2 separate regions of the Sus scrofa genome follow, and region 2 is linked to region 1. A link is a contact called in public Hi-C data. All regions are on one chromosome and are shown on one strand. The core of a region is the stretch at or near the end of the contact, and the rest is flanking DNA. Distances in the headings are between cores, read along the strand shown. Region 1 overlaps CPNE5 (copine-5). Region 2 holds the start of CPNE5 (copine-5).

Region 1 (5,249 bases), core at 930-3,429:
CCCCGCTTCCTTCAGGCCTTTGCTCAAATGTCATGTCTTTGACGTGAGCACCTGCCCAGAGCACCATTATCTAAAATGTATAAGCCCCTGGTCCCCTGACTCTGACACCTCCTAGTCCCCTTCCATGCTGCTTTCCCCATCACATCTGTCATCATCTGATGTTTGACATGGCCTATCTTTCTCCTGACTTCTTTTACAGCCTGTCACTAAGATGTAAGCTCCGTAAGGGCAGGGGTTTGTCTTCTTTGTTCACTGGTATATCTCCAGTGCCCAGAATAGCGCCTGGCACTTAGTAAGTGTTTGAGTAATTTTTTTTTTTTTTGGAATGAACTAATGAATAAGTGTATCTCTTAGAGGAGAGTTTCTATAGCTTTCACTGGCATTTCAAGCCAGTGAAAATAAAGCCCTTGGCTTAGGTGATCTCTAAGACCCTGTCAGCTCTTTTAGTCTGAATCCAGGAGCTTGCTTTGCAAACTGAAAGTGCAGAGTTGGCTTCATCCCAGCTAAGCCCCAATCCAGCACCCCTGCCCACCCCCCATGCCATGCCTGGCTGGCCCTATTCCAGAAGCCTATCCTACTCCACGGAGGGGGGAGCCCAGGGGGAGTATAGGGCAGGGACTGTCCCTGGAGACTTTTCTGCCTTAGCCCAGCTACCTTCTGGCTTGGAAAGGCCACCCAGGAAAGCGCCCAGGCCCCACCCGAGCCCACACAGCCTGTGCCATTTCTTCTCTGGCAATTTTCAAGTCAAAATGTCATTCCTGTCACTGCGGCTCAGTGTTCCTCTTCTGTGCTCCTTCTCGCCCACCCGCTGGAGTGTGAGGTACACGTGGGAGACTTCCCCACACACCCCAGAGCTGGTGAGGAGGACAGGGATGGGGATGGGAAGAGGAGGGGCCACGGCTGCCCTTAGCTGGGGCCAGAAGGGGAGCCTGGGGTGGGTGGTGGGGTGGCAGGGGGGAGGATCAGGAGCAGCAACTGTCGGTGAGGGGAGGGAGATCCGACCGCCCAGAGGCCCTGACTTCCCATCTGGAAGCATCACACAGACCTGCCCTGGACCCTCCCAGCCTCCCCACTGCCCACTTCTTTGGAGCCACTGCCTTCTCTCATGCCTCTCCCTTGCCAGCCAAACTTCCTGACCAGGGCTTCTAAGCTATTATATTCTCATTTCTCCTCCATGTCTTTCTTCCTGAGCTCTGTGTGGTTGGCTTTCTGTTCAGACTCTTGCCTGAAACCACTTTCTTTAAGCTCCCTCTAGCCCCCAGTCACGGAACCCACAAGCCCCTCAGACTCCCTGATGCACCTGCTGTGCGAGATGAGGCCCTAGCGTGGAAATGACCTTTGCAGTCATTTCCCGGCTCAACTCCTTTCGACACACACTTGGGGCAGCGTGTGGGGGAGTATACACCAAGAAGGTTACACAGATGTGGGTTTTGGTCCCAGGACCACAGCTGGCAGCTATGCAGCCCTGGGCAAGTGACTGGGCCTCCCAAAACCGTGACTAATGCTGCCAGGCCCCCTGTTCTAATAACTGGGGTTAACTCATGTAATCTTCCCGGCTTTCCCTCGAGGGAGATGTTCTGATTATCCCCATCACACACACCAAGAAAGTGAGCCTCAGAGGTAGTGCTGCACAGTCAGGAATGACAGCCACTAGCCACCCGTGGCTATTTACATTCAAATTAACTAAGAGGAAATGAAATGAGAGATTCAGTTTCTCCCGCGCACTAGGCCCTTTCCAGGGCTCAGCAGCTGTGTGTACCTAATGGCGATCACAGGGGACAGTGAGATACAGAACCTTTCCACCTCCCAGAAAGTTCCATGGGGTTGGAGACGCCGAGTGTGACACAGCTCATAATTGTCCTGGTTCTCCATCACCACACTCCTGCTCCCAGACGGGTGATTCTGATTGAAGAGGACAAGGTCTGCGCGGTGCCAGGAGCACATGGCTGCTCTGTGGCTGTTTCCTTCCATGGCCCTCCCGGCGTGGCAGGCGTGACACTTCACTCCCCGCACCCCTCTGGATCGGTTTCTCCAGCTGCCTTCGGTGTGTACCCCCCCACCTCCCCCGACCCGAGCCCATGCTTCAAGGGAAACTTGCCCCCCAGTAAACCTCCGTGGCCTCCCTCATCTGACCAGCGCCTTTGCCACTGTCAACACTTGGGGAACCCGTGGCTCCACTGACAGGAGGGGGCTGTGACCGCAGTCCCTGCCCAGGCTCTGCTGCGCCAGGTCTTGGACTGTCCTTCGGCCCGGTCCTCCCCTCCCCGCGCCCTCCCCTGCCTACCACACCCCCCCGCCCTGCAGCACAGCTCGCTTTTGCGCAGCACCTCCCACCTGCTCACCGTGTCAGTCACGAGTCTCTCCCTCTCCCCCGCCCCCTCCTCATCCATCCTACACATCTCTCTGCTAGAATAATCACTGGCAAACACTCCGCCACACACCTATCTCCTGCTCCGCCACCAGAATCCCCGCCTCCAGCTGGCCAGCCGGCCCTCACCTCGGACACAAGCCCGGGGTGGCCCCTCTGGGGGCGGGGGGCCCGCGTGGACATTTCCGTGGGTGCCCAGAACATCACTCAGGCCTCTTCCTCCCTCCCTCGAGTGGAGTTGAAGTCAACAAGAATTATTTAAAGAAATCCTGCTAGGAGTCCTTTGGTGAGACAAAGAATCCTTTTGTTATGCAAATGATCATACCTAATTCCCTTTGTTTTGTACGTTCAGGCTTAAAAATCAGTTTTCCCCGGAACTGAAACACCCCTCCTCTCTATTTCTGCCCTGCCCCCCAACACAGACAGACAGACAGACAGACAGACAGACACACACACACACACACACACACACACACACAGGATTTCAGATTCTGGGGGACTTTGGGAGGCCTCCCAGCCCTCTGCTCAGGGCACACTTGCTTTGCACACGCTATTTCTCTAGCCTGTTATTCTTCCTGGCTCCTCCTCCCCCACCCCCCACCCCTGTGGCCCCATTTTCTTCCTCTCCTTCAAAATCTGCTTCCTAGTGCCCCTTCTCCAGCAGCGTTTCTCTAATTAACCTCCCTGGCCCCATCACTTCCTTATTCTGCAAATTCCAGCCATAAGTGGCCAAAGCCTCCCAGAGCTGTGGTGCTTAAAGAGACTATGGAGACCACCTAATCCAAACAGATTATTTTACTGATGAGAAAACAGGCCCAGAGAGGGAGCATCCTTGCCTGGGGTCACACAACAGATTGGTGGAGAGGACCTAGGTCCCCAGACCCTCAACCTAGAATCTGTGTACATGGCTGACCTACATTCGCCAAATGAGTGGTGTGTCTTTCCATCATATTGTGGGTGGCGTCCAGATTAGGGAGAGGACAGAGGGAAATGGGGCTTCAAAGATGTGAGGGGGGAGTTCCTGTTGTGGCTCAACAGTCAATGGACCCGGCTAGCATCCACGAGGGTACGGGTTCAATCCCTGGCCTCACTCAGTGGGTTAAGGATCCGGCATTGCCATGAGCTGTGGTGTAGGTCGAAGATGCAGCTCAGATCCCGAGTTGCTGTGGCTGTGGTGTGGGCCGGTGGCTAGAGCTGTAGCTCTAATTGGACCCCTAGCCTGGGAACCTTCATGTGTCGCAGGTGTAGCCCTAAAAAGACAAAAGACAAAAAAAAAAGAAAAAAAATATGTGAAGGGTTTTGAATGAAGCCTTTGGCAGAGTGTGGAGCCATTTGGGGAAAAGGTCCGAATTTGCCACACTGAGTGTGATATCGTGGGGGAATGTGTGGTCTCAGGGTGTCAGGAGGCTGTGGGTGGGTGAGGGTGAGGCTTAGAGACAGGGGTGAAGGAATGGGTTCTCAGAGGGGCTCTCGTTCCCACCTTTGCCCTGTTTTTGCCCACTCCCTCCATCTCTGACGTGCTGAGCACCCACCATTGCTAAGACCCTCAGGATGATGCTGTGGGCTCAGAAGCTGCCCCTACCCCACCCCCAGCCCCATCTGTGAGGCCAGGGTGCTACCTGGAGCCCCTGCCTTTCCCAGAGCCCCTGCCATCTCTAGAGCAGGGGCCCCAGGGCAGCCCCAGGGCAGCACCAGGAGGAGATGGCCCGGGCCACCCCGCCTGGCAAGTTGCCACCTTCCACCCCCGATCCTGTGCCCCTGCAAACTCACGTTCCGTCCTCATTGCTTCGGTAGAACACCAAGAAGGGGTCAGACTTCCCAAAGAAATCCTTCTTGTCCAGCTTGTTTGCACAGAACTGCATCGTGGCGACATCCTGGTGGGAGGGAGGGAGAACAGGGGTGTGAGGCGGCAGGAGGCTGGAGAGGGCCCCGGTCCCTGTGGGAGCACAGCTCCAGGGCCTGAGGATTCTGGGCACCAAGGCAGTTAGAAAGGGCAGCGTCTCACCCGTGCCCCACACCAGGCGCCAGGCCCTGAGCCAATACTCATTTCATCTTTCAACAACTCCCCTGCTGGCAGGTCTGGCGGAACAGCTGGGCAGCGAAGCAGGTGAGGTCTGGACCCGACCTCAGTTTGAATCCTGGCTCTACCACTCATAGCTGTGTGACTGGGCAAGGGAGGTAACTCTTAGAGCCTCAGTTTCCCCTCTATAACCTTAGCTGATCACAGTACACACCTCAGAGGACTGTGATGAGGTGGAATGAGACCACGTGTGCAGTTTGGAGCAGAGCGCAGGCCCACGTTGCACCCACGTGGTCAAAGTTCGCACACATGGTGCCACCATCATTTTACTGAGTGGTTCAGGGAGGGGAAATGACTAACCCCAGCCACTCTGAGCTTGGTCACCGAACCCCAGAGCCTGTGGGGTCCACATGGCCTACATTCCCTTACACGTCTGTGTGGCTCCTGGAGGACGTTCAAGCATAAGCATCATTTTCACAGGCACTGACTCACAAGAGGTCCAATTAATTCTGAGGCAGATGAGCTGGGTCACAAGCCCCCCATTTTATAGCTGATGGGCCCAAGGCTCAGAGTGGGGAGTGACCCCCACAAGTTCACCAAACAGAGCCCCGGGTTTCTCACAACCGCTGATCAGCTCACTGCCCAGGCTGACCACACACTCAGCCCAAGAGCCCGAGGAACCCCTGGTGAGGGCCCCGACTCTCACACGGCCCCTCCTCTCTTGCTGGCTGTGGCCAACGGAGGGATAATGCCCCCAGGTCTTCCTCCCCGCTCATCCCCCTGTGGTCTCTTCGACCTGAAAGCTCTGCTTCCTGACAAATCAACTGCCAATGGACCAGAGCCCAGGGCCCTTTCGATAGT
Region 2 (4,615 bases), core at 320-2,819, 60 kb after region 1:
GGGAAAAATCCTCCCTTCCCCACTGTACCCCTTGCTGCCTGGGCAGCCTTCCTCTCAGACAGAAGAACCGGGGGGAGACCCAGTTTAGATGGAGAAGTCACTCCTGAAACCTGTGTGACATGTCACACACACACACACACACACACACACCCTTGCTGGACTCTAAAATTCCACACTCAGTGTTCTAGTCCTTCTGCTTAAGATTTTGCACCCCGGTTATTTATTTTTTTTAATGTGCCTCTTTAAGTTGTTATCAGTTATCCACACCTCAGGATGAATGAATCAATATGATCCTTTTCCAAGAGTCATTTTGTTGTCGGAGGTGATGAAAGGCTTTAGAATCCTGGGTCTAGAATAGTGGGTGGGTGGGTGAGGAAGGAGAGAGTGAGAAGGTTGGGGCAAAGGAGAGGGGGGAAGAGAGAGGAGGGCACAGAGGGCAGAGGCTGGGCACGCCTGGCAGGAATGAGGCAACCACTCTTTTCTCGATTTGGGGAGGGGATAATCAGAAAGAGACTGCGTGAAGACCCTGCCACGTCCTTTCACTACCTCCGTCTCCCCACTCGTGCGCCTGGGCCCTTTCCTGTGTCTTATCTCCTCACAACAACAGCCGCGAGTGCAAACTTTCCGGGAAACGACCCTAAACCTATTTTCCCAATCCCCCGTCGCCACCCGTGGCTGGACAGGGGCTCTTGCCCCACAGGCAGAGGGGCGTCCTGGAGGAAAGGACTCTGGAAGCGGGCGCGCGAAGGCAGAGGGTCGCAGCCGCAGGGGCCGAGGGGCTTCGGGTCCAGGGGCGGGGCAGGGGGGCCCCGGCCAGCGGGCAGCTCACCTGCAGGACACGGTGATCTCCACCTTGGTGGCCGGGATGCTGCCCGCCAAGGAGTCGAACTCGCTCAGCGACGCCATGTCCTCGGGCTGCTCCATAGCCCACCGTGCCCCCCACCCTAAATTCGTCAATCCCTGCGCGATTCACGCCTGCTCCGGAGCAACAGAAACCCTGGTCTCTCCCCCAACTCCGGAGCTGGGGCTGGGCGGCAAAGGGAGGAGAGAGGAGAGCGAAAGAGGGGGCGTGGGAAGTGAGAGAGGGAAGGGGGGCGGAGGGAGCGGGGGCCGAGGATAGAGGAGAGGGTGCGGGTGACGCGACGAGGCTGGGGGCCCAGCGGAGAGGGGCAAGCAGCTCAGGGAGCCGGGCGCAGCGGGGAAAGCCGGAGGGGCGCGGGGAGGGACTCGCGGAGTCGTGGCCAGCGGCCCCGGCAGAGGGGCGGGGAGTTTGGGGGTGGGGGCAGAGGAGGTGCAGGAGAAGGCGAGGGGCGTGGGGGGCGGGATGGGGCGCGGGCTGTGGGGGTGGTGGGACTCAAGCAGCGCCGAGCGAGCCCTGAGCTCAGAGGCTGCGCCGCCTCCCGCCGGGTCTCCTCGCGGGCGGCGGCGGGGCTGGGGACGCGGCTGCGAGCGCCACCTCCTCGGCTCGGACTCCGGCTCCGGGGCGCCTGGGCTGCGGGAAAATCAAATCTGCCCCAAGCCGCCGCCTCCCGCCACCCGGGGCCGGCTGCGTGCCGGGTCCTCGAACGCCGGAGGGGGCGCCCGCAGGGGCCGGGGCGGGGCCGCGGGCGGGGTCTGCGCGCGGGTGTGAGTGTGTCCGTGCCAGCGTGTGAGTCTGTGTGTGCGTGCGTGTGGCGCGCGTGGGGACGGGGTTCCAGATGCCGGGAAGGAAGAGGGATGTGTGAACCAAAGGGCATCTGTAAGAGAAGGGTCTGTGCGGAGCCGGGCGGGGGGGGGGCACGTATGCAAAGAGACAGCACCCCCACCCCCAGAGGTTTGGGGGTGTGTGTCTTTGCTGAGGGTGCGCCCCACCAAGGGGCGGGTCTCGGTCCAGAAACAGACTCTTCATCTCCTGGGGAAGACTGTGGGGGCGACCCCAGTGCCCAGAGGGGCGGCCTCGGCTTCCCTTTAGGCCTAGGCAGGGTGGGCGTATGGGCGCCCCCCGCCCGCCCCAATATCCGCCTCTGGCTCCCTCTGGGCCTGGCCACGCGGAATTAGCTACCTAAGCCACTCACCAGCGCCCCCACCCCACCCGCGTCCCGTCGTCGTGACCACAAGGCTGAGCCAGCTCTCAGGTCTAGAAGCTTCCTCCAAGCACAGGGTGGTTCAAGCTCCCCGGGCTTTTCTGAAACCTGCACCGAGCCTGCTGTGTGCGAGGCTCCGATCCCAGCCGTGGGAGATCCCAGCCTCGGGAGAGAGGAGAGAGTTGAGGCGGGCCTCCCAGGCGGCCCCCTCCCAGCCAGCCCTTTGCGGCCGACCCTGACCCAGTCTCGCCCTTCTGGACCTGGGTTTGCAGCTCCGTGGCGTCTCCCCTGGGCCTCGCACATTGGCTGGTTTCTAGGAAATCCCCCACAGCCCCTCCTCAGCCTGTCTCAGCTTTGTTGAGCTGGAATCTCCCCTTCTGCTCCCACCGCCTAGCGTTTGGACCGAGCCGCCTTTGTGCCCCGGGGAGGGGTCTGGGGAGGCCTGGAGCCTGAGGCTGGCCCGGGAAAAGCCCCGCCCTCTAGGCCTGGCTTTGGCAGCGGGGCCTGACGCCTGACGGGGCGTTGCGATTGTTTGAAGTCAATTCCCAGAACATCACATACAGCCAGTCAAAGAAAAATATTAAGAACAGGTTCATCCTCTAGGGTTAAGTGTTCTCCGTTTAGCCATGGCTCAGGATTGGCTGGACTGGGTTCTGTCACCTGGGATACCCAGAACAAAGGCGCTGGGATTCCCAGGGCAGTGGGCGGTTACTGGGTAGGAGGGCTCCACCCTCTCTCCGGTTTAGCCTTGAGGCCCTGTCACCACCAGGAATTAGTCCGGCCTCCATTCCCCAAGAGCGAAAAACTGGGCTTGGAATGTCTGTGCCCTCCATTCCCCCACCCCATACCTGTCTTGGACATGCTTCAAACATACTTATGGAATGTTCTGCCAGTGTTTACAGAGTACCTGCCCTGTGCCCGGCCAGGTGCTCCCGCCCTTGGGAAATCTCCTTGGTAAGAATGATAATCACCACTCTGTTTTCAAAGAGCCTATCCTAGGGCAGACGCCATGCTTAATTTTTAGATACTTTCCTGTTCTATAAAATTCACCATCTTAAAGTACACAGATCAGTGGTTTTTAGTATATTCATAAGGACCATGCACGATTATAAGGTCTTAAAATAAGTATAGGTGTGAGGTATTATTATCCCAGGGAAGCTAAGTAACTCACCCATGATTACCCAACTGGGAAGTGGGAGAGCAAGAAGGTGAACCTAGGCTGTTGAGACCAAAGCCTGACTCTGAACAAGAGTCTTGACCACCTCTTAGGATGGGGCCGAATGATGGAGGGTTTTAAAAGCCATCCACGTGAGCTTCCGTTGTGGCTCAGTGAGTTAATGTACCCGACACAGTGTCTGTGTGGATTCGGGTTCAATCCCTGGCCTCGCTCTGTGGGTTAAGGATCTGGCATTGCCGCAAGCTGCAGTGTAGGTCACAGATGTGACTCGGATCCTGCATTGCTGTGGCTGCAGTATAGACCGGCAGCTCGCGCTCTGATTGGACCCCTAGCCCAGGAACTACCATGTGCCACAGGTTCGGCTGTAAAAAGAAAAAAAAAAAACATCCATGAGGAGTTCCCGTCGTGGCGCAGTGGTTAACGAATCTGACTAGGAACCATGAGGTTGCGGGTTCGGTCCTGCCCTTGCTCAGTGGGTTAACGATCCGGCGTTGCCGTGAGCTGTGGTGTAGGTTGCAGACGCGGCTCGGATCCCGCGTTGCTGTGGCTCTGGCGTAGGCCGGTGGCTACAGCTCCGATTTAACCCCTAGCCTGGGAACCTCCATATGCCGCGGGAGCGGCCCAAGAAATAGCAACAACAACAACAAAAAGACAAAAGACAAAAAAAAAAAAAAAAAACATCCATGAAATTAGGCCTAGTGGAGGAAGACAAGTGGGAGCCATCGCAGGTTGTTGAGCAGGTGAGTGGTGAGAACGAAGTTCTACTATATAAACCTTTAATGTGACAGCATCTGGCATAGCAGCCCTTGGGCCTCTTTCTAGGAAGGTTCTGGAACTTGTCTATTTCTCTCTATTCCCTCTTAATCCATTGCATTTCCATTGCTGGCTCTTTGGCTGTGTGTGTGTGTGTGTGTGTATGGCACTTACTGTGTGTCAGGTGCTCAGGTGCTGCCTTAGGTTCAGAGAATAAACAGGTGAAAAAGACATAGTATATCTCTCCAAAGTTCCCAGGCTAGTGAGGGCCCCAGGACATGCAGCAAATAAATCATAGTGGAGCATGAGGCGTGTTGTTGAGGTAGGTACAAAGAGCCAGCGGAGCAGAGAAGAGCTGACCATCAGGTCGGCCCCAGGAGTGGGCACAAAGGAGCGTCAGGAGGAACTGCAAAAAGGCGGTGATACTGAGATGGACATTGAAGATGATGACTGTTTGCTTCCCTCAGAACCAGACCCTGAGAGAGAGATTTAAACGCAAGTAGTTTATTTGGGAGATTAAGGAAATGCTGTGTGGGAAATGTGGAGGTGAGGCAGGAAAGGCAGCCAATAAGGGAGCTTTATCAAACCAGTTATCCCTGTGGGCGACCAGGGCTTATTCCCA

What was found. Hi-C and Micro-C count contacts between places; a contact is called where the count stands out from the background.
Region 2: a Hi-C map of epiblast stem cells shows a contact between it and region 1, with 1.9 times the contacts expected there. The contact joins the promoter of CPNE5 here to the enhancer-like site in region 1. A contact is called at or near these places in 1 of 5 promoter capture datasets (liver) and 16 of 47 Hi-C or Micro-C datasets (alveolar macrophages, brain, embryonic fibroblasts and 10 more).

Annotation. Positions count from the first base shown.
Region 1 is chr7:32,446,587-32,451,835 of Sscrofa11.1, forward strand. CPNE5 (copine-5) reads right to left here. Exons shown (of 23, transcript XR_002345691.1): 10 at 4,139-4,242. Among named protein-coding and RNA genes, the nearest start is that of CPNE5, 59 kb to the right of the region's middle. Within about 2 kb of position 2,180, at least 5 of the 83 cell types and tissues checked have an H3K27ac peak or open chromatin away from gene starts, as enhancers often do. A contact at or near this core is called in epiblast stem cells, where this site is marked.
Region 2 is chr7:32,506,821-32,511,435 of Sscrofa11.1, forward strand. It overlaps CPNE5 (copine-5), which reads right to left and starts at 1,570. Exons shown (of 23, transcript XR_002345691.1): 1 at 830-1,570.